Linked DNA regions of Mus musculus: all the other regions are linked to region 4. The links are chromatin contacts, called in public HiChIP or PLAC-seq and promoter capture Hi-C maps. All regions are on one chromosome and are shown on one strand. The core of a region is the stretch at or near the end of the contact, and the rest is flanking DNA. Distances in the headings are between cores, read along the strand shown. Region 1 holds the start of Rpl23a (ribosomal protein L23A). Region 2 holds the start of Tmem97 (transmembrane protein 97). Region 3 holds the start of Spag5 (sperm associated antigen 5). Region 4 holds the start of Atad5 (ATPase family, AAA domain containing 5). Region 5 holds the start of Supt6 (SPT6, histone chaperone and transcription elongation factor).

What was found. Promoter capture Hi-C pulls out the DNA fragments that hold promoters and counts their contacts. HiChIP or PLAC-seq counts read pairs in DNA pulled down with a chosen protein or histone mark.
Region 1: a promoter capture Hi-C map of pre-B cells shows a contact between it and region 4, with 2.4 times the contacts expected there. The contact joins the promoter of Rpl23a here to the promoter of Atad5 in region 4. A contact is called at or near these places in 3 of 39 promoter capture datasets (the C10 cell line, embryonic stem cells and pre-B cells) and 1 of 484 Hi-C or Micro-C datasets (B cells).
Region 2: a contact with region 4 is called in a promoter capture Hi-C map of liver, with 2.7 times the contacts expected there. The contact joins the promoter of Tmem97 here to the promoter of Atad5 in region 4.
Region 3: a contact with region 4 is called in a promoter capture Hi-C map of the C10 cell line, with 4 times the contacts expected there. The contact joins the promoter of Spag5 here to the promoter of Atad5 in region 4. A contact is called at or near these places in 4 of 39 promoter capture datasets (the C10 cell line, cranial neural crest, maxillary cranial neural crest and 1 more) and 1 of 115 datasets of contacts at active chromatin or transcription factors (large pre-B cells).
Region 5: an H3K27ac HiChIP or PLAC-seq map of thymic regulatory T cells shows a contact between it and region 4, with 6 times the contacts expected there. The contact joins the promoter of Supt6 here to the promoter of Atad5 in region 4. A contact is called at or near these places in 2 of 39 promoter capture datasets (the C10 cell line and embryonic stem cells) and 1 of 115 datasets of contacts at active chromatin or transcription factors (thymic regulatory T cells).

Annotation. Positions count from the first base shown.
Region 1 is chr11:78,181,726-78,186,150 of GRCm38.p6, forward strand. Rpl23a (ribosomal protein L23A) reads right to left here and starts at 1,859. Exons shown (of 5, transcript NM_207523.2): 1 at 1,794-1,859; 2 at 1,078-1,261. The coding sequence starts at 1,818. Snord42b (small nucleolar RNA, C/D box 42B) reads right to left here and starts at 1,388; the gene lies at 1,334-1,388. Snord4a (small nucleolar RNA, C/D box 4A) reads right to left here and starts at 31; the gene lies at 1-31.
Region 2 is chr11:78,547,512-78,552,453 of GRCm38.p6, forward strand. Tmem97 (transmembrane protein 97) reads right to left here and starts at 3,224. Exons shown (of 3, transcript NM_133706.2): 1 at 3,017-3,224. The coding sequence starts at 3,142.
Region 3 is chr11:78,298,048-78,303,092 of GRCm38.p6, forward strand. Spag5 (sperm associated antigen 5) reads left to right here and starts at 3,544. Exons shown (of 24, transcript NM_017407.3): 1 at 3,544-3,663; 2 at 3,848-3,973. The coding sequence starts at 3,613. It overlaps Gm3948 (predicted gene 3948), which reads right to left and starts at 3,464. Exons shown (of 4, transcript NR_166889.1): 1 at 3,258-3,464; 2 at 2,075-2,163.
Region 4 is chr11:80,086,523-80,091,386 of GRCm38.p6, forward strand. It overlaps Atad5 (ATPase family, AAA domain containing 5), which reads left to right and starts at 2,878. Exons shown (of 23, transcript NM_001029856.2): 1 at 2,878-3,314. The coding sequence starts at 3,249.
Region 5 is chr11:78,243,199-78,247,900 of GRCm38.p6, forward strand. It overlaps Supt6 (SPT6, histone chaperone and transcription elongation factor), which reads right to left and starts at 2,505. Exons shown (of 37, transcript NM_009297.2): 1 at 2,350-2,505. It overlaps Sdf2 (stromal cell derived factor 2), which reads left to right and starts at 2,548. Exons shown (of 3, transcript NM_009143.3): 1 at 2,548-2,972. The coding sequence starts at 2,798.

The DNA.
Region 1 (4,425 bases), core at 609-3,108, 1.9 Mb before region 4:
TTGGTCGCTAAATAATGTCATCACATGCACCCAAACCACTATGGGCTCAACTTCCCATTTACAGTCAAATCCTGTATATTCTCTTGACTAAAGAATCAAGTTTAATTTATGCATTTATCCACTGGAGTTCCACATTTACTATTATGAGACCAGATCAAATAAATAACTATAGAGAAAATTGTGCTCAATTGCTAGAGGTTGGCTACACCCCAAGAGTGTAGTTGAGGCAGGGGCTCACAATACAGCACAAGCTAGCCTGAAATCCAAGAGCCACACTCACTCACACCCGCCCCTCTGATCTGAGACATGAACCCCAAGATGACCTTGGACTTGAGATTCTCTAGCCTCCACCACCCAGCATTACAGAATAACCACCAAGCATGGTGAAAACAATGCAACTCTAAAATTGGCCTTGAGCTATCAGGAAACAACTTTTTCTTAAGATTCTGAAAAGCCAAGTTTTTACTTATGCAACTGCCAAGTAATGACTCAAAAATTCTAGGTACAAATAGGCAATGAATTGTGTCTGGTGAGTACTTCCCCCATAGACAAAACACTTTTCAGTAAGCATTCTCTCAAACTTCCTTTGAGTAGCGTCAGAATTTGATCAATTAAGTGTCTTTCAGGCTGGAGAGATGGCTCATCTGTTGAGAACACTGACTGTTCTTCCAGAGGTCCTGAGTTCAATTCCCAGCAACCACACGGTGGCTCACAAATGTCTGTAGTGGGATCCGATGCCCCCTTCTAGTGAGTGTATCTGAAGACTGCTGCAGTGTACTCATGTAAATAAAAAAACAAATAAATCTTAAAAAAAAAAGTGTGTTTCATAACACTATTCGAAGGCCATCACTCCCCAATTGGACATCTTAATCAACACTCTCCTGTGTTCCAACAAGTCCCCTATCACTTGGAACCAAGATAAGCAACATCTCTTTGAAGTCAACTTTCAAACACTGACTAAATAACCTCACACTTCCACCGCACCAGCTCCTTCAACAATTGTGTTTTATAAGGGAAGCTACGTTAAGAACTCCTAATGCCCTACTACATGCTACTGGGTCCAGGGTCCCTACTGACTTGTTTCTCCTGGGCGCACTCTTCCGAGGATATTTTGGCTGCCTCCGGAGCCGCAGGGTCTTGGGCCGCCGGAAGGTGGGTGACGTTCGGATCTTCTTCTTTTTGTGGCTGTGGACGCCTTTCAGCACCGCCTTCTTAGCTTTCAAGGCCTTCGCTTTGGCTTCGGCTTTGGGAGGGGCAGGAGCTGGGAGAGGACAATTAAAATTAAGTGTGGCATTCGTAAAGTGACCCCTTCCGGCCGTCCTGCCAGCATGTGCATCAGTGGTTCCTTTGAAGACATCACAGGTCTCAGGAGACTTCAGATTTTTTCCATCATATGCACGATACCACAGGCAAAGATAATTAACCCGTTGTACCATCACGTGGGTGCGTATAACCCCATTTAACGTGGGGAAAGGGCGAATAAGGACTACTTTTAATCCCTTATAGGTCTGGAGACCCGGAGCGCCACCCTGTGGATGTTAAGGAGCTTCCCAAAGTCAAATGCTTGGCCATCAGTGGCGGCCGCTGCCGGCCCGGTGGCTTTGCCAATCCCCTGCACTGGAACCAGCCCATGCGGCTTGGCCCACGCGGTCCTCATACCCCGCAGCGGGGCCTAGTCGCGACAGTAGCCACAGAACAAGCCCCCCATGGCTTAGCCGGGCATTCTTCTTCCCCGCGAGTTCGCTCTGCGGGTATCCAAGACCGACCTGACAGATTCCCATACCGCAACATACCTTCCTTCTTCGCTTTCGGCGCCATCTTGGCTGAAAAGGATGGCCCAGCCCAATTCCCATGAGCTTATAGAATGGAGGCTCATAAAAGTCTCGCGATAGCTTATATATAGCACTGATTGGATGAACTGTAATATGAGGCTTCTTGGGAATTGTAGTTCCATTTAATTCCCTAGAGTGGGAGACCAAGCATGCGCCACCTTTCCCTTTGAAAGGGCTTCTTGGGAAATGTGGCGTTTTTTGGTTTGGTTTAGTTTGGTTTTCCGACACAGGGTTTCTCTGGGGGAATTGTAGGTTTTGGCTTTTTGTTTTTGTTTTTTTCTAAAGATTTATTTACTTTATGTATATGAGTACACTGTAGCTGTACAGATGGTTGAGTCTTCATGTGATTGTCAGGAATTAATTTTTTTGTTGTTTGTTTTCTTGTTTTTCGAGACAAGGTTTTTCTGTGTAGATTGGCTGTCTTGGAACTCACTCTGTAAACCAGGCTGACCTCAAACTCAAATCTGCCTGCCTCTGCCTCTGCCTGCGGAGTGCTGGGGTTAAAGGCGTGCGCCACCACTGCCCAGCATGAATTGAATTTTTGGGAACTCTGCTCACTCCAGTCGGCCCCGTTTGCTCTCTGGTCCAAAGATTTATTTTATTTATTATTATACTTAAGTACACTGTAGCTGTCTTCATTTGTTCCAGAAGAAGGTGCCAGGTCTCATTACCGGTGAGCTATCATGTGATTGCTGGGATTTAAACTAATGACCTTCAGAAGATCAGCCAGTGTTCTTACCCTAGGGTCCCTAGGTTTTGGTTTGGTTTTGTTCTGTTCTGTTTTGTTTCGTTTTGAGTTGTTCTTTTCGAGAGAGGGTTTCTCTTTCTCTAGTTCTGGCTGTCCTGGAACTCACTCTGTAGAGGAGGCTGGCTTTGAACTCACCAAGATCTACATACTTCTGACTGCTGAGTGCTTGGATTAAAAGGCCTGTGCCAACACTACGTGGCCTGAGTTGTAGGTTTTTTTTGTTGGTTTGTTTGTTTGTTTTTTGTTTGTTTTTTGAGACAGGGTTTCCCTTTATAGCTCTGACTGTCCTGGAGCTCATTTTGTAGACCAGGCTGGCCTCGAACTCAGAAATCCGCCTGCCTCTGCCTCCCGAGTGCTGGGATTAAAGGCGTGCGCCACCACGTCCGGCTTGAGTTGTAGTTTTTAAAAGAAAAATGTTTATTCCCCTAGGTCTAAAACAGTGGGTGGTTATAGCATCTGGTAGCTGTGTTAAGGTCCTTAAAATTTCAGTTCGTGAGCAATTTCTAGTCTTAGGGAAGAAGTTTGCAGTGTCAGAAGCCTATAACAGTACCAACTGGGAAGAATACAGTTTAAGGGATTAGAAGGACTAGAAGGACGGTCAACACTTAAGATCATGTAGTTCGGGCTGGTGAGATGGCTCAGTGGGTAAGAGCACCCGACTGCTCTTCGGAAGGTCCAGAGTTCAAATCTCAGCAACCACATGGTGGCTCACAACAATCCGTAACAAGATCTGACTCCCTCTTCTGGTGTGTCTGAAGACAGCTACAGTGTACTTACATAAAATAATAAATAAATCTTTAAAAAAAAAAAAAAAGATCATGTAGTTCTCTTTCAGAGGACCTGGTTGGATTCCCAGAAGTCATATCTCTGTGGACACCTGTACTTATGTGCACATACCCGTACACAAACTTATTATAAAGGATTTTTAACAGAGGCAGGCAGATTTCTGAATTCGAGGCCAGCCTAGACTGCAGAGTGAGTTCCAGGACAGCCAGGGCTATACAGAGAAACCCTGTCTTGAAAAAAACAAAAAAAGAAAAAAAAAAAAAAAAGGATTTTTAAGCCAGATGTGGATTATACACACCTTTATTCCCAGCAGTTCAAGCCCAGGTTGGTCTACATAGCAAGTTCCAGGACAGCCAAAGCTACATAGAGAGATCCTGTTCCAAAAACAAAACAAACAAGCAAAAACAAAACCCAAGCCGGGCGTGGTAGCCCACGCCTTTAATCCCAGCACTGGAGAGGCAGAGGCAGGTGGATTTCTGAGTTTGAGGCCAGTCTGATCTACAAAGTGAGGTCCAGGACAGCCAGGGCTATACAGAGAAACCCTGTCTTGAAAAACCAAAAAAGAAAAAAAACCAGGGAAAATATTTTTTGTTTTGTTATTGTTGTTTTTGAGACAGGGTTTCTCTGTGTAGCCCTGGCTGTCCTGGAACTCACTTTGAGACCAGGCTGGCCTTGAACGCAGAAATTTGTCTGCCTCTGCCTCCAAAGTGCTGGGATTAAAGGCGTACACCACCACTGCCTGTCTGAAAATAATTTAAATACAATTTGTAGCCTGGCGTGGTGACACACACCTTTAATCTCAGCACGAGAAAATAAATGCAGTCAGATCTCTGTGAGTTCAAGGTCAGCCTGATCTACATGGCAAATTACAGGTTAGTCAGGTATATGTAGTGAGACCACTCTCAAAAAGATAGATAGATAGATAGATAGATAGATAGATAGATAGATAGATAGATAAATGATAGAAGGCCTTTGTAGGCCACACCTATAATCCCAGCACTCAGGAGACAAGAAGATTGACACAAAGTCAAGGCCAGCCTGTGGTACACAGTAAATTCC
Region 2 (4,942 bases), core at 1,974-4,473, 1.5 Mb before region 4:
GATCCCCGGGTGGGGTAGTCTCTGAATAGTCCATCCTTTTGTCTTAGCTCCAAACGTTGTCTCTGTAACTCCTTCCATGGGTATTTTGTTCCCTCTTCTAAGGAGGAGTGAAGTATCCACCCATTAAAACCCAACTTTTTACTTGTGGTGTAGCTCAGCACTTAGCACACAACTTTAATCCCTCTGGCTAGAACACAGACACGTTCTTAGAATTCACCTCTCATTTCATCCCAAACAATTAAGGTAAAGTTAGTTTGTAGAAGGAAGCACCTGTGTTTGAAAGTGATTTCTAATTGAGTGGCAAAGTGATGAATCAGAGAAAGATTTGACAGGATAGCATATGCCCAATTCTCATGGGGAAGAAAGGGAAGCTACTTGAGATAGAGCAGAGAGAGAAAAAAAAGAGGGAGGAGAAAGGCAGTTTTACAGGAAGAAACTGGTTCCAGACAGAACAAACTAGATATAGATGAAGACAGAACAAGCCAGAGGATGAGAAGGCGCCAGATTAGAACAGATTGCCAGTATGAGTTTGAGGCCAAGCAGATTAATTCAGGAGAGGCCCAGACAGAAGTCTGGTTGAGAGAGGAGTTTGAGCCAGAACAGCTAAGTTGAACCAGCCAGCCAGAGTTCAGGGAAAAAAAGAACAGATGAGCTTATTCAGCAGTAAGTTTCAGAGGCAGAAAACACTCTAGGTCTAGTTAAGACTGTACAGAGGCCAGAAGCTTCCAGGACTAGGCCTAGCTAAGTTAACAGATGGTGGCAGCAAATGTTTACTCTGAGATGACAATTACAAGAGGAGAATAAAAGTGATGTAACAGGAAGCTAATAAAAGTCCACCAGATCAAACAGAGATTGGGCATGGTGAAGTGAGCTTTCCGTATTTGGGGGGTAGAAACAGGAGTTCTGTGAGTTTGAGACCCACCAGGTCTAGATACTGAGTTACAGGACACCTGGAGCTACACAGTGAGACACCATCTTGAAAAACAAACAAAAATAAAATGTTTAAGTGGTGGTCTGCATGATGCTGGTCACATCTAGTTGTTTCAGGAGTGGTGAGCAAGGATGGGTGCAAGCAGTCAGAAGGTAAACCAGGAATTGCCAGGGAAACAGGCTGGGTTTTCAAAGTTGTGAGGCCCTATTTCAAAAAACCTGTCACTCAAGCCAGGTGATGCCTGTAAACCCAGTGCAGCTCAATTGGTGAATTCAATTTTTAAACAAACCAAACCCAACCCAACCAAACAACAAAAACAAACCTCAAACACAATACCAAAGGAAAAACAAGGGCTATGGGTAGCTCAGTATGCAAAGCCCTGGGTTTTATCTCCACTGCTACCAAACCCCAAAGAAACAGTGACTCCCCTTCTTCATGGCTATAGCTAGTGCAAAGTTTTGATGGCCTCTTTGTAGTTGTCAGGCCCTTCCGTGGCAGCAGGCTGACAGCACTCAAAGGTATCATGTCCTAATCCATGTCCAATAGGACCACAGGTGTACAGAAGGATGTTCAAAGGGGAGGTTTTCCTGGGTTACATGGTGGGCCCTCGTGAATTACAAGTGACCTTATAAAAGGCAGAGAGAGATGTGAATACAGATGAAGTGGCAATATGACGGATGACCTGCAGAGATTGCAGTGAAAGGGCCACAGCCAAAGAAAGGTCAGTGGGTAGACTGTGCGGCCTGAGTGTGATCCGCAGCTCTGCAAACCCAGCCACCTGGAAGAGGCAAGGAGTGTAGTCTACCTTTGAGCCTGAGACCGAACATTCTAAATTTCTAACCTCCGAGCAGCTTAAGCATAACGTTGGGGGTAAAGTAAGCCACTGCGTTTGTGACAATGTCTTAGAGGAGTGAAACAAATCAACTTAACTTGATAACACACTGGTTTTGGTGCTGGGATTTGAATCCAGGGCCTCGTGCATGCTGGCCAATGTTTTTACTACGGAGCCACAGCCTCAATCCCACAATCTTTTGAGTTTACAATCTAAAGCTGTAGCTACATGTCAGTTACAGCCTGGCCTGAGGTCCTCTTGCAATGGATTCAAATGAACTATTATTTTAAGGGGAAAAAAAAGTAGGATCCATAGGGCCCTCAACATGTCCACAGGCAGCCAGTCCTTGGGAAAGCAGCACCACAGACCGGTGCTCTTGCCACATGCTACCTACGGGTTTCCCCTGTAGATCAAAGGTCTTTGCAATCCCGTGGTTCCACAAACAAACCAAAAAGACTTAAGGGAGTGGGGGGTGACACTGCTGATGGTGTCACTCCTTAACTTTGTTGAGTAGGTGACAATTCCTGTGTCATGTCCTCTCAGAGAACACAAGGCACATGTCATTTTGCAGCCACCATTGAGAATTTACGGATTTAAGATTAAGAACTGCCCTGCAAAGAAGAAACATTTAAAGAGCATTTCAGCCATTTCAAACATTTAGGTGGATAAGTCCGTCAGTAGATTGGAGAGGCATGCTTAATCTTGACCTTAAAATCGGGTCAAAGAATGCTCTCCAAAGCGCAGGGAACGGTAGCTCATCTTCAAACAATTCAAAACTGACTTGGAAAAGCGACATTTCCTCAACTGCTCCTCAAGCTAGATCCAGACCCAGAAGGAGTGTATGAATGCCACGAGCACTAACCAAGGGCTAACCCTTCAGTCATTTTATTCTACTACGCAGGACTTTTTTTTCTTTCTCGGCTTACACTGGACTTTTAAAGTCCATCCAAACGCAATAGATTCAACACGTGACAGACACTGGTTCACCCAGGCAACTTCCCTCAGCCAACTGCCGTAGTTAAAACCATGGGAGCGAAACACACCCAGGCAAAGGTTTTGCAAAGGATTGGCGAGTACATGGGGCTCAAACCCAGGACCTCCTAGGCATGCGCCCTACCATTGGGTTGCACCCTCAGTTCCGCTCTGAAAAAAACAAAGCGGTGGTCAACGGCTGGGGACAGCCGGCTGGGGCCGAAGTCAGGCACGGAGCCAACAGAAATCAGGACGGCCACGTGGGGACCCCTGAGCCTCACCTCCTGCGGGTATAGTTCGGGCGGCAGCACCGCCTGCAGGTCGATGAACAGCGTGATGGGGATGTGCGAGACGAAGTAGAGGCCCAAGAGCCACTCGACACAGCGCCTAGCTGCCAGGGCCCCCATGTTCCCTCCTGTCCGTTGGGCTACGACTGGCAAGCCGGTGATAGAAGCCTGCTACGTGGTTAGAAGCCCCGCGCCCGAGCTGTGCCGTCCCGCCCCCGGCTCACACAGGCCGTACCTATTGGTCGAAGGGGAAAAACAGAAGCGGCTCGTGAGTGGGTGGAGGCCCTCGTGGCCCGCCCATATAGCGGGGCTATAGTTTGAATGATGGCCTACCTGTTGTTTCCATTGGCTGCTGGGAGTACCGCGTGAGGGGGCGTGGCTCTGAGCGGTCCACGTCGGCGGGTGCGCGTGTGCAGCCTCGGGCTGCGTGCGCTGGTCTTCCCTGTGCCACGAGTGTTTTATTCGCTGGGTTCTGTTCCGTATTGGGACCCCGGGCCAGTAAAACCAGAACCCGCAGTGGCAGTTTAGGAGCGCTGCGAGCCGGACTTTCCTGCTGGCTCCAAAATCACTGCTCAGCCCACAAATAATGATTTTATATGATGGACCCTGATAGGCCTGGGACAAGATGGGGGCTGCCATTCGATGAGAATAGGGAACACAGGACTTGGGTTCAAGGGAAAGGAAATTAAGTTTGTGCTTTGTATACACTGAGCAGGGTTAGGGCTTGGGTACTGCTAAGTATAGAGCATTTACTTAGCACTCAAGAAGGCCCGACTTCCATCTCTTGCACCATTTGAACCAGAGCCCCAAAGGGCCGGGTGTGGACAGAAATCTGTAAGGTCTAGGCCAGCCTGGTCTACAGGCAAGCTAGGGATACATAGAGCCTGTCTCAGACCAAACCAACCAACCAAAGAGACCTTGAGCAGGCAGGCGGGCAGTTGGATGAACTTGGTTTAGATTTGTGAGAGCATTTGAAGGTTAGAGAGCGAAGGGCATTAAGAGATCCTACAGAATCATAAGGGTCATGGGAGGAGATGACCAAGCGAATGATGGTCACAGGGAAGAATGGAGTAGCTGTGTCACGGTTGACACTGAGTGCTGTCCACCAGTACCAATGAGAAGTCCTATGGCTGGAGAGCAGTGTATTGGGAGGTAGGGAAATGGAGACAGAGTGTAGACAACTGGTCGGGAAGAGGTAGAGAAATGGACCCCACGTGTCCTTCTCTTTCTTTTGTATTCACTTTTTGAGACAGCCTCTCACTATGTAACCCTGTGACTGGCTGTGTAGACAAGGCTAGCCTGAACCTCACAGAGATTCACCCTGCCTCTGCCTTCCAAGTGCTGGAATTAAAGTCATAGGCACCATGCTTGCTCCAGTGTGCCCATTTCAGCAAAGGAGACTGGGATGTCTAAATGGGTTTGAAGTTTCTGCCCAGAGAAGTGAAGGAAAGTATAGCTAAGGGAAAGCAAAAATTAGGGTTAGGTAGGGTAGTCTGTGTGCCCAGTGGTAGCTACCATAGTACTAAGACAGAGGGGTTGGCGTTGCTGAGGTAGATGGCTCTCAGTGTTGGGTCTGCTCAGGAAAGCATTTTGGATGCATCAGGGAGAGGGTGGTCAGGAAGATAAAGGTGAGCCGAAGAAGGTGGACAAGTGGTTGACATAATAGACTGTGGGACCCAAGGACGACAGGGACAGATGAGGCAACAGGCACTGATAACTAGAAAGTAGAGAGGTAAATGACTTAGGCCCTGCTGAGCATGTCAGTGGGCCAGGAGTTTGGGGGTGTACTGTAAGATTTCTGGTGTCAGGATATTCTGCCTTCCAGGCCTGGCTGCAATGCTCTAGTGGGAGGATCTCTAGAGATGTGGTCAATGCCCAGAGAACCCAGTGCACTAAGGAAACAACAGAGGAAGGTGGGTG
Region 3 (5,045 bases), core at 2,294-4,793, 1.8 Mb before region 4:
AATCTAAGTGGAAAAAGACGGAAAAAGCTGGTTGGGTGTGGTGGTACATACCTTTAATGGGGCAGAGGCAGGTAGGTCTCTGTGAGAACAAGGCCAGACTGATCTACATAATAAGTTCCAAGACCGCTAGGGCTACTGAGAAACCTTGTTTCAAAAAAGAAGGGAGGGACTAGAGAGATGGCTCAGTTGTTAAAAGCACTGACTGTTCTTCCAGAGGTCCTGAGTTCAATTCCCAAGAACCACATGGTGGCTCACAACTATCTGTAATGGGATCTGAAGCCCTTTTCTGGTGTGCCTGAAGTGTACTCATATACATAAAATAAATAAATCTAAAAAAAAGAAAAGAAAAAGCTTTGGTAACACAGGCCTATAACCCCTTGATGTCAGGACTATAAAATCCAGTTAGGGAAATTATGTCCTTAGCAAGACCCAGTCATAGTAAAAAAAAAAAAAAAAAAAAAAAAGTGCCAATCTGTGCCGGGCATGGTGGCACACGCCTTTAATCCCAGCACTCGGGAGGCAGAGGCAGGTGGATTTCTGAGTTCTAGGCCAGCCTGGTCTACAGAGTAAGTTGCAGGACAGCCAGAGCTATACAGAGAAACGGGGTGTCTCAAAAAAAAAAAAAAAAAAAAGAAAGAAAGAGCCAATCTTAGATATATATGTTTATGCATCAAAGTATCTTTAAGAAAAAAATGTGTATATTAACAAAATTAGTCTGTGTGTACATACATATGTTTATACAAAAGTTTATACATATAATCGATCATTTCCTGAGGATAGAATTGGTCTATCTTTAATTCATCTTTGCATTTATTGTTTTGACCAAGGTGTTACAGTATTTTCCATCCTATCTCATCCTCCCTATTCATATTTGTTACTAGTAGCACACTACTGTCTTTGTATGAGCACAGCTGGAATCTCACATGCCAACTACCACAAGGCCTAAGCATTCCACACACATTGTTTGTGTGATACAAACTTTTGCTAACCTTTATTTACCTGCCTGGACTTTTCCGACACTATCCACTATTTATTTGCTGGGTCTTTTTGATGGACCATGTATTAGTCAGGGTTCTCTAGGGTCACAGAACTTATGGAATGTCTTTATATATTTAAAGGGAATTTATTGTAATGACTTACAGTCTGCTGTCCAACTAACCCAACAATGGGCAGCTGTGAATGGGAAGTCCCAATATCTAGCAGTTGCTCAGTCCCACCAGGCTAGTTGTTTCAGCTGGTCTTCTGTCTAAGCTGGAATCCTGAAGAAGTAAGTAGGGTCCAGATGTCCTGGCAAGTGAGTGTAAAGCTGCAAAGCCTTTCCCTTCTTCCATTGTCCTTATTTAGGCCTCCAGCAGACAACTTGGCCCAGATTAAAGGTGTGTACCACCACGCCTGGACCTGGAACTTGCTTTGCCCCAGGCTGACTTTGAATTCAGAGATCTGCTTGCTTTAGTCTCCTGAGATTAAAACTATACACTACCTTGCCTGGGCCTCAAGGTTTTCATGACCACTATGCCTCAAGATCCAGGTCAGAAGCCTGTATTTTCCAGCCTCAAGATCTGGATCATGGGTGTGCCCTCCATTTCTGGATTGTAGTTCATCCCAGACGTAGCTGGCAACCAGGAACGGCCACCTCAGACCACAAATACTCTTGGGGTACCTTTTGCTGAACCTTGGACAATTCCAAGCTCAAAAGCATTCTCAGGACTCTGAGGCAGAAGGATTGCCGAAAAATTGAGGCCAGCCTAGGCTAAAGAGAGATCCTGCCTCAAAAAAGGAAAAATCACTCTATTGGAAGAGCAGTTGCTTGGTAGAGCACAAACTTAGCATGTTCTAGGCCCTGGGACTCTTATCTTCGGCACTACCCACCTATCTTGTCTCCCCCTGTTTTTATTCAAGCAGTTTTTCTAAAGCCTACAGACTGGTACTGTTTGTCTCTAGAGTAGCAGTGTTCAATAGAAGTATAATGAATGCACTCAGGAGGCAGAGGAAGAGCTGAAAGGAGCCCGATCTATACCACCAGAGACTAGCTTAAAACAAAACAAAAAGACATGTATGATTTTAATCCTAGTACCCAGGAGGTAGAGGGCCAGTGGGTCTCTTTATGAGTTCAAGGCCAGCTTGATCTGATTTCCAGGGTAGCAACAAGTACACAGAGAGACCCTGTCACAAAGAAGAAATGAAACACAAGTTAGTATAACTTATATGTCTGTACATGTTCATGTACCTGTCTACCTGCTTGCTCACATGTGTAGGGCTTTGTGGAACCAGAGGTCAACATTACATATTTTTTTCAATCACTCTAGACTTTATCTTTCAAGACATTTTCTGTTATTGAACCCAGAACTCACTGATTCATTAGACTAACTGAGCAGCAAACCCCAGGGGATCCTCTCATTTCTGCCTCAGCCCCCATGTTGTTAGGAGAACAGGCAAAAACTGCTGCACCCAGCCCTTTTTTTTTTTAACAGGATCTATGTAGCCCTGGCTGTCTTGGTACACACTGTGTAAACCATCCTGGCCTCGAACTCACAGAGATCCACCTGCTTCTGCCTCTTCAGTGTTGAGATTAAAAGTGTGCACCACCATGCCCGGCTTTTTATTGGGTATTGGAGATCCAAATTCAGGCCCTCAAGCTTTCCTGACAAGCTCTAAGATGGAGTCATTGCCCCATTCTTCCCCTTACATAATTTTAAAATTGTCACCCATGTTCAAAAGGTTTAAAACAAGAAATTTTAATATATTTTATTTAACCTAGCATATCTAAAAATATTTCAGTATGCAATTAACATTAAAAAAATAGTTTTTCCATACAAGGTCTGAAATGCAATGTGCATTTCACACCTGTATTATATTCCCATTTGAAGAATTCAGAGCTACATGCAGCCCGCAGAAAGTTACTGACCAGTACAGTTCCTGATGGGCGCGCATACCCTGACAGAACCCTACAGTTTCTAACATTAAAGCTCTTCTTTGGTTCTCTTCTTTTTCTTCATACATTAACACTTCTAAATTGGCCTGTGATTTCATCATTCAAGAGGCTGAGGGCCAGGCAGTGGTGGTGTGGGACACGCTGTTTGTGTGTGTGAGAGTGTGTATGTGTGTGAGAGAGTTAGTTATTAATATAGCAAGCACTTGAAACAGATCACCATAAATGCACAGTAAAGTAAATATCAACTATTATTCTAGTGATCTTGTTACAGTAGGCTCCGAGGTTAGACACAAGAAAGGCCCAGAAATTCTGAAGAGGCGGTTACCTGAAGGCCGAAATTGGGCACTTAGGAACTCCCTCTGGCCGTTATGAAACTGGCACCTATGCCTGGACAGCCCAACCCTGGGGGAAGTGCGGCTCACTCGGTAACCGGGGGAACGGAGCCACTGAAACAGGACTCCACGACTCTCCAGCAGCCCACAGACACACCAGCCTGCCAGATGGGTGCTTCAGTGGAGGCGTTAGGCTGAGCGGCTCGTGGGGGCGTGACGCGCGCAGGTCCCGCCCACCATACGTACCGCGGCCCCGCAGCCAATCCCGAAGTGCGTATTGGGTTCAAATAGAGGCGGCGGGTGAAAGTGGCCATTTCGACTTGGTCTGGTTAAGTGATCGAGTTGAAAATGTGGAGGGTGAAAACACTGAATCTCGGTTTGTCGCCTTCGCCCCAAAAGGTGAGGAGAGAACTCCGGCAGACAGGGCGCTACCTGGGCGGGGCCGGGCGGGGCCGAGGCCGGTGAAGTCCGGCTCCGGACGAAGTGGGGCAGCGGGAGGCATTGTCCGCCCCGGCCTAGCGGTTGTGGGAAAACACTCCGGGAGGCCGAGACCAGCTTTCCTCACACTCGCTTTCTCTCTCAGGGGAAGCCAGCTATGAGTACTCCTCTCCGAGAGCTTAAACTACAGCCCGAGGCCCTCGCCGATTCAGGGAAAGGTCCCTCTATGATCTCCGCGCTGACCCCATACCTGTGCAGGCTGGAGCTGAAGGTGAGATTTTTAGCTTCACAACTGGGCTGTTTGCCCAGGCTCAGATGCTCAGAGGAACAGAGGGCCAAAGCTGGAACGTAATTAATAACGATAATGAAGTCTTCCACTTCCGTGACATCCATTTACAGCTATTCAGGCCAACAGAGAGGTGCCCTGGGGTGGTTAAAACGAATCCACTGAGAACCCACACCTCTATTTAGCTGGGTTCGATTTTTTTTTTTCTTTACCTCTTTTCTTGTTTTTGACCTATACCAAATTCCCGAGAAATACTGGCACATTTATGGAGAGATCTGTCTCCAAGAGTTGAAACCATATCCATCTATCCTATGGGGTAGTTAGAATTTTCCTGTATCCAATACTTTAAACTATTACCTTGCAGAATTGCCTATATTGAGCTGTACCTTTTAGTTAGAAGGTTTTCTATTGTTACTGTTACTATTATTGTTGTTTTGGGTTTTGTTTGTTTGTTTTTGTTTTTGTTTTTTGAGACAGAGTTTCTTTGTGTAGACCTGGCTGTCCTGAAACACTTTCTGTAGACCAGGCTGGCCTGAAACTCAGAGATCTGCCTACCTCTGCCTCTCCAGTTCGGAGATCAAGGGTGCCAGCCACCACTACCACCACTCAGCTTCTTTTCTACTTTTAGATTTTTTTTTTAATGTTTTAGATTTTTTTTTAATTACTTGTCAAATGACTTAAGAGAAATAGTACAAACTGCTTTTGTAAAACTTGTCAAGAGAGGAGTTTGACCCACTGGGTTCTTTAAAGACATTTTGTAGAACTTACTTGGGAAATTGTCCTGAAGAAATTGCTATCATTTCCTCTTCCTATAGGGAGAACCAGGAAGCCTACCATTCTTTCAAAATATGAAAGTTTGCTTTTTTTTTTCTTTGACCATGATTTTGTTATTTTATGGTGCTGGGTATTAAACCTAGGTCTTTGTGCTTGCTAGATGGATACTACACTACTACTAAACTATACCCGCAATCCTATTTCATTAACTTTATTCTGTCTTTAGTAACTCAAGATTTTTGTTTGTTTGGTTGGCTTTGGTTTTTTAAAAAATATTTATTTA
Region 4 (4,864 bases), core at 1,628-4,127:
CTGGAGTGTCTGAGGACAGCTACAGTGTACTTACATATAATAAATAAATAAATCTTTAAAAAAAAATTAAAAAAAAAATCTTTAAAAAAGAGAATTTAAATAGCTGGTCATGGTAGCACACACCTTTAATTCCCACACTCTGGAGTCAGATGCTGGGAGAGATCTAGACTGGTCTACAGAGCAAGTTACAGGACAGCCAGGGCTACATAGACCCTGTCTCAAAAGAACAAAAATAAACAGGAAACCAACCACCAAAAGTAAACATCTCTAAGTTATAGCTCCCCCCCCCTCCCCCCCCCCCCCCCCCCAGGCAGGGTTTCTCTGTATAGCTCTGGCTGTCCTGGAACTCACTTTGTAGACCAGGCTGGCCTCGAACTCAGAAATCCGCCTGCCTCTGCCTCTCTAGTGCTGGGATTAAGTTATGCTTCTCTTTTAAAATGTCAAAGTGCTTACGTGAAAGGCTGGATCATGTGGCTGTGTACAAGCACACACAGCACACACTCAGACACAAAATGTTTAGAGAGCAACTAAGAACGAAACCAGCAGGGGGCGCTCTGCTTGCTCTCACAGTCCAGCCCTGACAGCACAGACTAAGTGGAAATGTGGAACATAATGCATCAGGTACAATGGAAGCTCAGAAACCTTAAGTTTAAAGCACAGAATTTTGACTGAGGCAAAGCAGGTGTGCAGAGGTTCCAGGGACAGTTTTTTTTTTTTTTTTTGTTATTTGCTTTTTAAGTTGTTTTTGTTTTTTGAGATAGAGTTTCGTGGGGCTGAGGCTGGCCTCAAACATACTGTGCAGTGAAGAATAATCTTGAACTGCTGACCTTTCACCTCTACTTCCTAAGTGCTGTGATTATAGGTGTGTGCTACTATATCCGATTAGCCCCTGGTATATGTGTGTGTGTGTGTGTGTATGTATGTGTGTGTGTATATATGTGTGCTATGTATATGAATATTTTGCATGCATGTATGTTTCTGTACCCCATTCATTCAGAGTTTTTGTGCCTATGGAAGCCAAAAGAGGGCATCAGATCCCCTGGGCCTGAAGTTACCTATGGTTGTGAGTAGCCATGAACCTGGGCTCATGGTTTCCCAGTTAGGCTGGAGGCCGGGCCCCGTTGTCCTCCTATCTCTGCTGGTCTCAGAGCTGGCATTCCAGCCATACACACAATGCCCAGTGTGTTCCACGGGGCTGGGATGTTTTCGTGATTGTGCTGCAAGCTCTCTGATCCTCTGTGGCACTCCAACAACATTGACAGTCCACTTACTTGTTCTTATTTTTATTTATTTTTAAATTATGTGTGCAGTTGTGTGTCTGTCTGTGGGTATGTGGGTGTGTGTGAGTGAATACCTGTGAAGTCCAGAACACGGCATCAGATCTCCTGGAGCTGGAACTAAGGACTGTTGTGACCTACCTGACTTAGGTGCTGGCAACCAGACTCAGGTCCTCTGCAGGTGCAGTCTACGCTCTTTTTTGTTTGTTTGTTTTTTGTTTTGATTTTTTTTTTGAGACAGGGTTTCTCTGTGTAGCCCTGGCTGTCCTGGAACTCACTCTGTGGACCAGGCTGGCCACAAACTCAGAAATCCACCTGCCTCTGCCTCACAAGTGCTGGGACTAAGGCATGTGCCACCACTGCCCCAGCAGCAGTTAAATCTTTAACCACTGTGACTGGGTTTTACAAAGACTGTTTATAATGGTTAATTGTGGGCTGGGTGTGTAGCTCAGTAGCCCAGCCCATGCTTTCTGAGGCCTGAGAGATGACTCAGTTGTAAAGGGCTTTGTTGCTCTTGCAGAAGACCTTGGTTTGGTTTCCAGCATCCACAATGGTAGCTCAAAACTGCCTGTAATTCCAGTTCCATGTTCTCTTCTGGCCTCCAATATATACACACCAGGCAGTGGTGGCGCACGCCTTTAATCCCAGCACTTGGGAGGCAGAGGCAGGTGAATTTCTGAGTTTGATCTACAAAGTGAGTTCCAGGACAGCCAGGGCTATACAGAGAAACCCTGTCTCAAAAACAAACAAACAAACAAACAAACAAACAAGAAAAAATATATTTGTGTGTGTGATGTGTATAATATGTTCCTGTGGGTTAGTGCAGATGTACATACATACATGCAGAGTACAGAGATCAACATGAGGTGTCTTTTGGCTGCCTCTTTTCTTCCTTTTTTAGATTTTTCGTGATAGGGTTTCTCTGTGTAGCCTTGGCTGTCCTGGATTTCTCTCTGTATACCAGGCTGGCCTCAAACTGCTGGTCTGCCTGTTTCTGCTAACTCCAGAGTGCTGGAATTAATGGTGTGAGTGTGCCTCCGTTGCCTGGCTCCTCTATCTCTTTTTATCTTCTGTCTGTCTGTCTTTCTGTCAGTCAGTCTATCTACATATCTATCTATATAACGACAGAGTCTCTCGGCTGAAATGGAACTTTCTACGTAGTCTGGCCTCAAACTTAAAGATATCTGCTGCTCTGCCGTCCAAGTGCACCACCACTTCCTGGCTTCAAAAATATAATTTTAAGAATAGCTAAAGTCGCCGGGTAGTGGTGGCACACGCCTTTAATCCCGGCACTTGGAGGCCAGCCTGGTCTACAGAGTGAGTTCCAGGACAGCCAGGGCTACATAGAGAAACTCTGTCTTGAAAAACAAACAAACAAAAAGAACGGCTAAAGTCTAAGTTAATTCGGCCACCAAATGATTAGGTAATCTTAGACAAAACACGTCTTCAATAAGTCAAACTTTAACATGGAAGTGCGAATCTCTGAAATTCAACTAGATTCCTAATCTAAAATTGCTACAATCGCGCGCAGATTCGCCAAAGGAAGTAGTTTGTCCTTCGCGGCTCACCGTCTGCGCAGCCTCCGACAGCGGTCGTAGGCTCCGCCCCCTGCGCTCCGGACGGCGGGAAAACCCAATTGACAGAACTCCCGCCGAAGCCCCACTAGTCCGATCTGCGTTCTGTGGGGCTCGAGCGCTTATTCTGGAGAATCTGCCCCGGGGGCACCTTGTATTGTCCCGCCGCCACCTCGGGGCCTGAGCCCGGGCTTCCCGTACATCTCTGTCTGAGTCTGACTCGGCGGCCCTGGGCCCAGCCTCTCACTCGCGTCCGGCCGGTGGTCTCTACGAGACCCGAGACGGGCTCCCCGGCTCGCAGCTCGCTCCCACTGGACCTGCCGCCCCTATGGCCTCCAGCCAGGCTGGGCCGGACCTCTGAAGGGCCTAGGAGCCCGGGTTCTAGGAGGCAGAGATCATGGTGGGGGTCCTGAGCATGGCGGCGGCTGCAGCACCCCTTCCTGTGAAGGACTACGAGATTGAGGTGAGGATCCGTCAAGTTCCTTTCTGCCAGTGTTGGGGAATTGTGGCGTGAGGATGGGGGGAGTCCTGCGTGCTTCTGGGACGAGGAAGGAGGGACACGATGACCCACAGTCATAATTTTGTGTGGGATAGTTGCCTCAGTGTGCCGTGTAAAGCTCTCACAAAAGCGTTGGCATTTTAAGATATTTTCGGGCTGGTTGTTAAGTCAGGATTTGAAAACTACAGTTCCCGGGTCCTTGAAACGTTGGTGGAATAGCATGTCACCAAGGATTTCAGGGTCACTTTCTTTGTTCATGATGATGTGGGATCACAGAACGGCGAAGAAGATGAAGCTTTAAGTTCAGCTAGTCCCGTACTAATACCTGTCCTAGGAATTCCATTTAGAATGTCACTTAAATGGATCAAGTAAGGAACTTACCGTGACCGCAGAGCTTAATGTAATGTAGTTAAGAGTCTCAGTGACATGTAGGTGCTTAATATTTACCATGTTTTAGAGAATACACTAAGTAGAGGACAGTGCTTAATGTAGGAAGCCCTTGCTTTCTGAGAAAGAAAGAGAAATATATACTAAACAACTATAAAGATATTCTATGCCGTTTAGAAGTAGTTTTTAGGATCTTAAAGTACATCTCTGACCTACTTTTTCTTCTGTCATCATTACAGGCTTGTGCCTCTTCAGAGATGCTATGGTTTTTATACACCATATACCAGGCTAGCTTTCTGATGTGTTCTGGTGCCCTTAAAGTGAGCTAAGATGTGTATTCACTTAAATTCTAATTCTTAATTTTTATAATTAAGTAACTTTTTCAGCTACAGAATATTTATATTATTTACTGTGTAGCACAGCACATCTCAAATTCATCACCTACTCACCTCAGCCTGCTTATTCAGGGATCACAGGAATGCACCATTCACACCCCGTTAATCGAGTTTTTTTTTTTTTTAAAAGATTTATTTAAATGAGGACACTGTAGCTGTCTTCAGACACACCAGAAGACATCATATCTCATTACAGATGGTTGTGAGCCACCATGTGGTTGCTGAGAATTGAACTCAGGACCTCTGGAAGAGCAGTCAGTGCTCTTAACCGCTGAGCCATTTCTCCAGCCCCAAGTTATATTTTAAAAATTAATTTGCTTAAGATTTCCATACCAGTAGATGTCAGGTCTAGTACTTGAACTTAGATCTTACTTGAGTGTCTGTTGTGTGGTGCCTCTGATACCATCTCAAAGCTTTAAAGATGATAATAATAAATTCACTTTTAATTCACTTATTATTTCAACATATTTAATTTTACCTCATTTATCTAAATGGTCAAAATTTGTCCCAATATCGTTTATTATTCCTGCCAGTTATTTTGAATGTTATTTTTACCCCTTACAAATTCTTCTTACCCTTTAAAATTATTTTGTTACATTTATTTATTTATTGTATGTGCCAGGATCAGCATATGTGTGAAGATCAGAGGACAACTTGTGAGAAGAGAAGGCTGGTGAATCTCTTAGTTTGAGGCCAACTTGATCTAGAGAGAGTTCCAGGATAGCCAAAGCT
Region 5 (4,702 bases), core at 1,255-3,754, 1.8 Mb before region 4:
AGCCAAGCATTAGCAACTGTACTAGTCCAGAGACTCGGAAATGAAAACAGAGTAACCATTGGATTTGGCCACCTAGTAGCTTCTGGTGTCCACAATAATTTTGGTGAGCAGTTCCAAGGAGAGTCAGATTGGTATTAACTAAAGTCCTGGTGAAAGGTAAGAAAGTTGAACTGGTATAAACTGAAACCTGACTATAGGATGAAAATCTTAAAATTAGGGTGCTGAAGCTATGCTTAGTAGTAACAGCACATGTTTATACTTCTAGCACTGGGGAGGCTGAGGCGGAGTGACCACAACTCCTACGTCAGCCTAGGCTACCTGTCAAGGAAGATGATGGCTGGAGTGGCCTTTCAGAGAGATTAGAACAGAATTTTGGTTTTGATTTTTTTTTTGGTTTTTTTTTTGGTTTGGTTTGGTTTGGTCTTTTCTGAAACATAGGATTTGGTGATTGATATTGGGAAATCATTGTGAGGAAGCCAGTGATCACACCCGACCCAGATGGTGATTACATTTATTAGGAACAAGAATATTGCTGGATGGTGGTGGCACAAGCCTTTAGTCCCCAGTACTCAGGAAGCAGATCTCTGTGGATTCAAGGACAACTAGAAAGAGTGATTCTGTCTTCAAAAACCAAAAAAAGAACTAGAGGGAGTAAATAAGCTTTGATTGGATTTTAGGACTGTTCTACTTTCTGGCTTGATATATCACTTGGTAAGTAAGATTAAGTTCATTTGGAGAGTGTTAATTCTTTGCCAGTCTAAGCTAGGCAGTGGTGGTGCATGCCTTTAATCCCAGCACTTGGGAGGCAGAGGCAGGCGGATTTCTGAGTTCGAGGCCAGCCTGGTCTACAGAGTCAGTTTCAGGACAGCCAGGGCTATACAGAGAAACCCTGTCTTGAAAAAAATAAAAACAACAAAAAATACTTTACCAATCTAATCTAGTCTAATCTAATAGTCACACAAGCCAACCAAATAAAATAAGCCTGTAGTGGTGGGACACTAGGCATGGAGAGGGGCTCTAAACTCGTGGTTGAAGGGAGAGCTGTTTTTGAGACAGGGTCTACAAATGCAACCAAAACGTAAATTCCATGATCCTCCTGGCTCAGCTTCTCCATTGTTGCTATAATTGTTTTGTAACTAAAACACTGAAGACTCACAAACTGTGAGTGTTCAACAATAGAACTAAACTTTTTCTCCCCAAAATTAATTAAATTCAACGACTTCCACACATTGTAGCATACTTCAATGCTGGGGAGGGGGACCAGGCTCCTCCCTTCCTACAGGTTTATGGGCAGTTAACGGTTGCTAGGGGGGAGGGGCTCATCATGAGATCCCACCAACCCTAAGGATCGATAGTAATTCATGGTTGCTGGGGGAGGGGAACATTTTCTTTAGGGTTGTAGCCCAGGCTTCTCTGAATACTTCTTCACCCATGTACTTGTAAACCACCATAAATTAACTAATTGAGGCATACACACACACACACACACACACACACAAATTAATGAAAGTAATAAGTAATGGAGGATTCTGAAGAAGGGGAGCAGCGGGAATGGAGTGGGGCGGGATGAAAAACAAATTACCCTATGACCTTTGTATTACCGTGTCTTTTCATGTAATTATTACAGGAGACCCGCCTCCTAAAGGAAAACAGAAATCGATTCTTTCTGTAATACAGAGGAACTGCTTTACTTAAGATACTCGAGTACCTGATGTCAAACAATACACATTTCTGATTTAACAACCAATTCTAATATTTATGATAGGTCTTTGGCAAGTGTTCGAGGAAATGAATTATACAAGATGGAAGGCTCCAGGTACTTAAGTATAAACTCGCATCTTTAGAAAGGATTAAGGGACTTGCCCATATGTGGAAAAAAAACCGTATAATTACTCAACATTTTGTAAAGAGCTAACATTCAGCACAGTACACCCGCCTCATGGCTGAACTCTCGAAAGCTCAGCAGGACCCAAACGCCGGACTAATTAATCCGATCACCTGATGCCAAGTAAAGAAACCCTTAGGTCTCTCTTCTAGTCCCAATTTTTTGCGTGGCCCAGATTCCAGACGCCGCGGAGAAGATGGGATCCCAGAAAGCCTGTTGATTCAAGAGGTAACCCCAGGTCACAGGTTCCGGGTGGTACCGCGTGGAGAAAGGGCTGGAGACTCTGAGCAATCACGGTACTTTCCTGTCCTTTTCCCCCCTGGCAGATCAGGGAAAGCCAGGGCCCCCTTCCTTCCCGCAGTGGGGCACCCCAAAGCTTCTTCCCTTACGGGACCAGGCCCCAGGAGTCTGGCTCGCCACCTGCGCACCCACACACGCAACACACTCTCCAGGCTGAGCGTTACCTGCTTGAAGGCCGCTGCTTCTCCGCTACGCTAAGCTCCCACCGAAGAAAATGGAGTCGCCGATCAGAGACTGCAAAAGGATAGTCCGGACCCACCGCAAGGGCCCTCCGCAGCCGCCGCCACCACCACCACCACCGTCGCCGCTGCTGCGTTAACGTAGTACGTCACCTCCGGCTCTCTGTCACTGGGAGTGGGAGGGTCATTTCCTGCTGTCTTTTCCCCTCCGGCGTCTAGGGCTTTGGTTCCGAGTCCGCGAACGCCTAAGGAACGCAGCCGCCACAGAGCACCCAGTACAAAGTGAGGTCCCGAAGGCCTCCCGGGCCAGCGTGTTCTTTAAGCCGCTCTCGCCAAAGGAACCATAAAGATTCAGGTTAAGGAGTCTTCTCTTCCATCTTGGCGTAGTTCTACCCTCGGCTTCCGGTTCCGGGGACGGGCCTAATTTTCTTGGATGATTAGTTCTCTCGGATCTAGGATGGCTGTCTTGTCGCTTCTGTTGTTGGGTGGTTTGTGGAGCGCTGTGGGAGCGTCCAACATGGCTGTCGTTACTTGCGGCTCCGTGGTGAAGCTACTCAATACACGCCACAATGTCCGACTGCATTCTCACGACGTGCGCTATGGGTCAGGTACAGAGGGGGACTCACCGCTCTGGGTGGGCTGCCTAGGCCGGGTGAGCCTAGAAGGGGCGGGGCCTCGGAGTCTGAGGGCGTGGTCTGGGAAAGTTAGCCGTGCCCTATTTCTTGAAGAGGACGACGAGTTGCCAAGGAAACTTAGTCCTAATGTTAGTTTCTGTTTGATGAGCTGTGGGCCAAACGTGTTACATATATACTTTCCGGTTTTTAACATTGTATTGAGGACAGATACTAAAGTTATTTTCTTAGGTGAGTAAATAGACCTAGAGATATTGCTCAAAGCCAGCTAGTGAATGATGGAGACAGGGTTTAATCCAAATCTGTGCAGGTTCAAAATCTTTCAGATTCCATGGGCTGCCACTATTTTGTGCTGGAGAGAGGAGCATTTAGAGCAAGACAACATAAGCTGAATCTCAGATTTTAAATGTCACCTATTTTTAGCTCATATTTTTTGACACTCTAACTTAGCAATAACTTTCTTGTAAAGAATTTAAGCATTGACAGACATTGCAGAGGAAAGTCTGTTTTTTATCATGTGCAATTAAAATACTCACTTATTCGTGGGCTCATTCATTTGGCCTAGATTTAAAGAGCACTTTTAGTGTGTCTCGTATTGTTCTAGATACAGGAAATACAGTAGTGAATCAAACAATAAAACAAGACTAATGGGCAGGCGTGGTGGCCTAGGTCTGTAATTGTAGCACTCAAAAGGTTGAAGCAGGATTGTAACTTCAAGATCAGCCTAGCCTATATAGTGGGGGCTGTCTCAAAACAACAGAAGTTCAAAGGCTGGTAATTACTTCAGTGTTAGAGTATTTGCCGAGCATACGGAAAGCTTCTGCCCCCACACTGGAGGAAATAAAGTCATGAAGTTCGACAGGAGGTGTACTTGTGATATAATTTGAATGATTGATGATGCTATTTGCTAGAAAGGAAGTGACCTTCTAAGATGGTTAGTCTGTTCACAACTCTCAGAACCTGTCTTACCAGTTTAGTCCAGGGAGTATGTAGTCTTTACATTCCTAACCACCTCATTCAGTAAACACCTACTCAGGCTTACTACATTCTTTTTTTTTTTTTTTTTCTTTTTCTCGAGACAGGGTTTCTCTGTGTAGCCCTGGCTGTCCTGGAACTCACTTTGTAGACCAGGCTGGCCTCGAACTCAGAAATCCGCCTGCTGCTGCCTCCCAAGTGCTGGGATTAAAGGCATGCGCCACCACTGCCCGGCAGTTTTACTACGTTTTAATTTAATGTTTCCTGCTCTGGCTCTACTAAATAAAAATGGAGTTAGGCTGGGCGGTGGTGGTAGAGCAGGAGGCATTTAGTCTTAATATTCTGGAGGCAGAGAGAGGCAGGATCTCTGAAGACAGCCACTCTACCTAGAGAATTTCAGACCAGCCAGTGCTACACAGTGAGACACTGCCTCAACAAACAAAAATCCAAATTAGCAGTCGGGTGGTGGTGGGCCATTCCTTTAATCCCAACACTTAGGAAGCAGAGGCAGGTGGATCTCTTTGAATTTCAGGTCAGCCTGGTCTACAGAGTGAGTTCCAAGACAGCTAGGACTACACAGAGAAACCCTGTCTCGATAAAAAAATAAAAATCAAAAAATCAAAATCATTTAAACGAAGAACTTGGATTAGCCCTCTTGGGGGATGGGTTTGTGCATCATCTATTCAGATGCTAATTTCTATGCTTCTCTTTAACTGCAGTCCAGAAGTTGG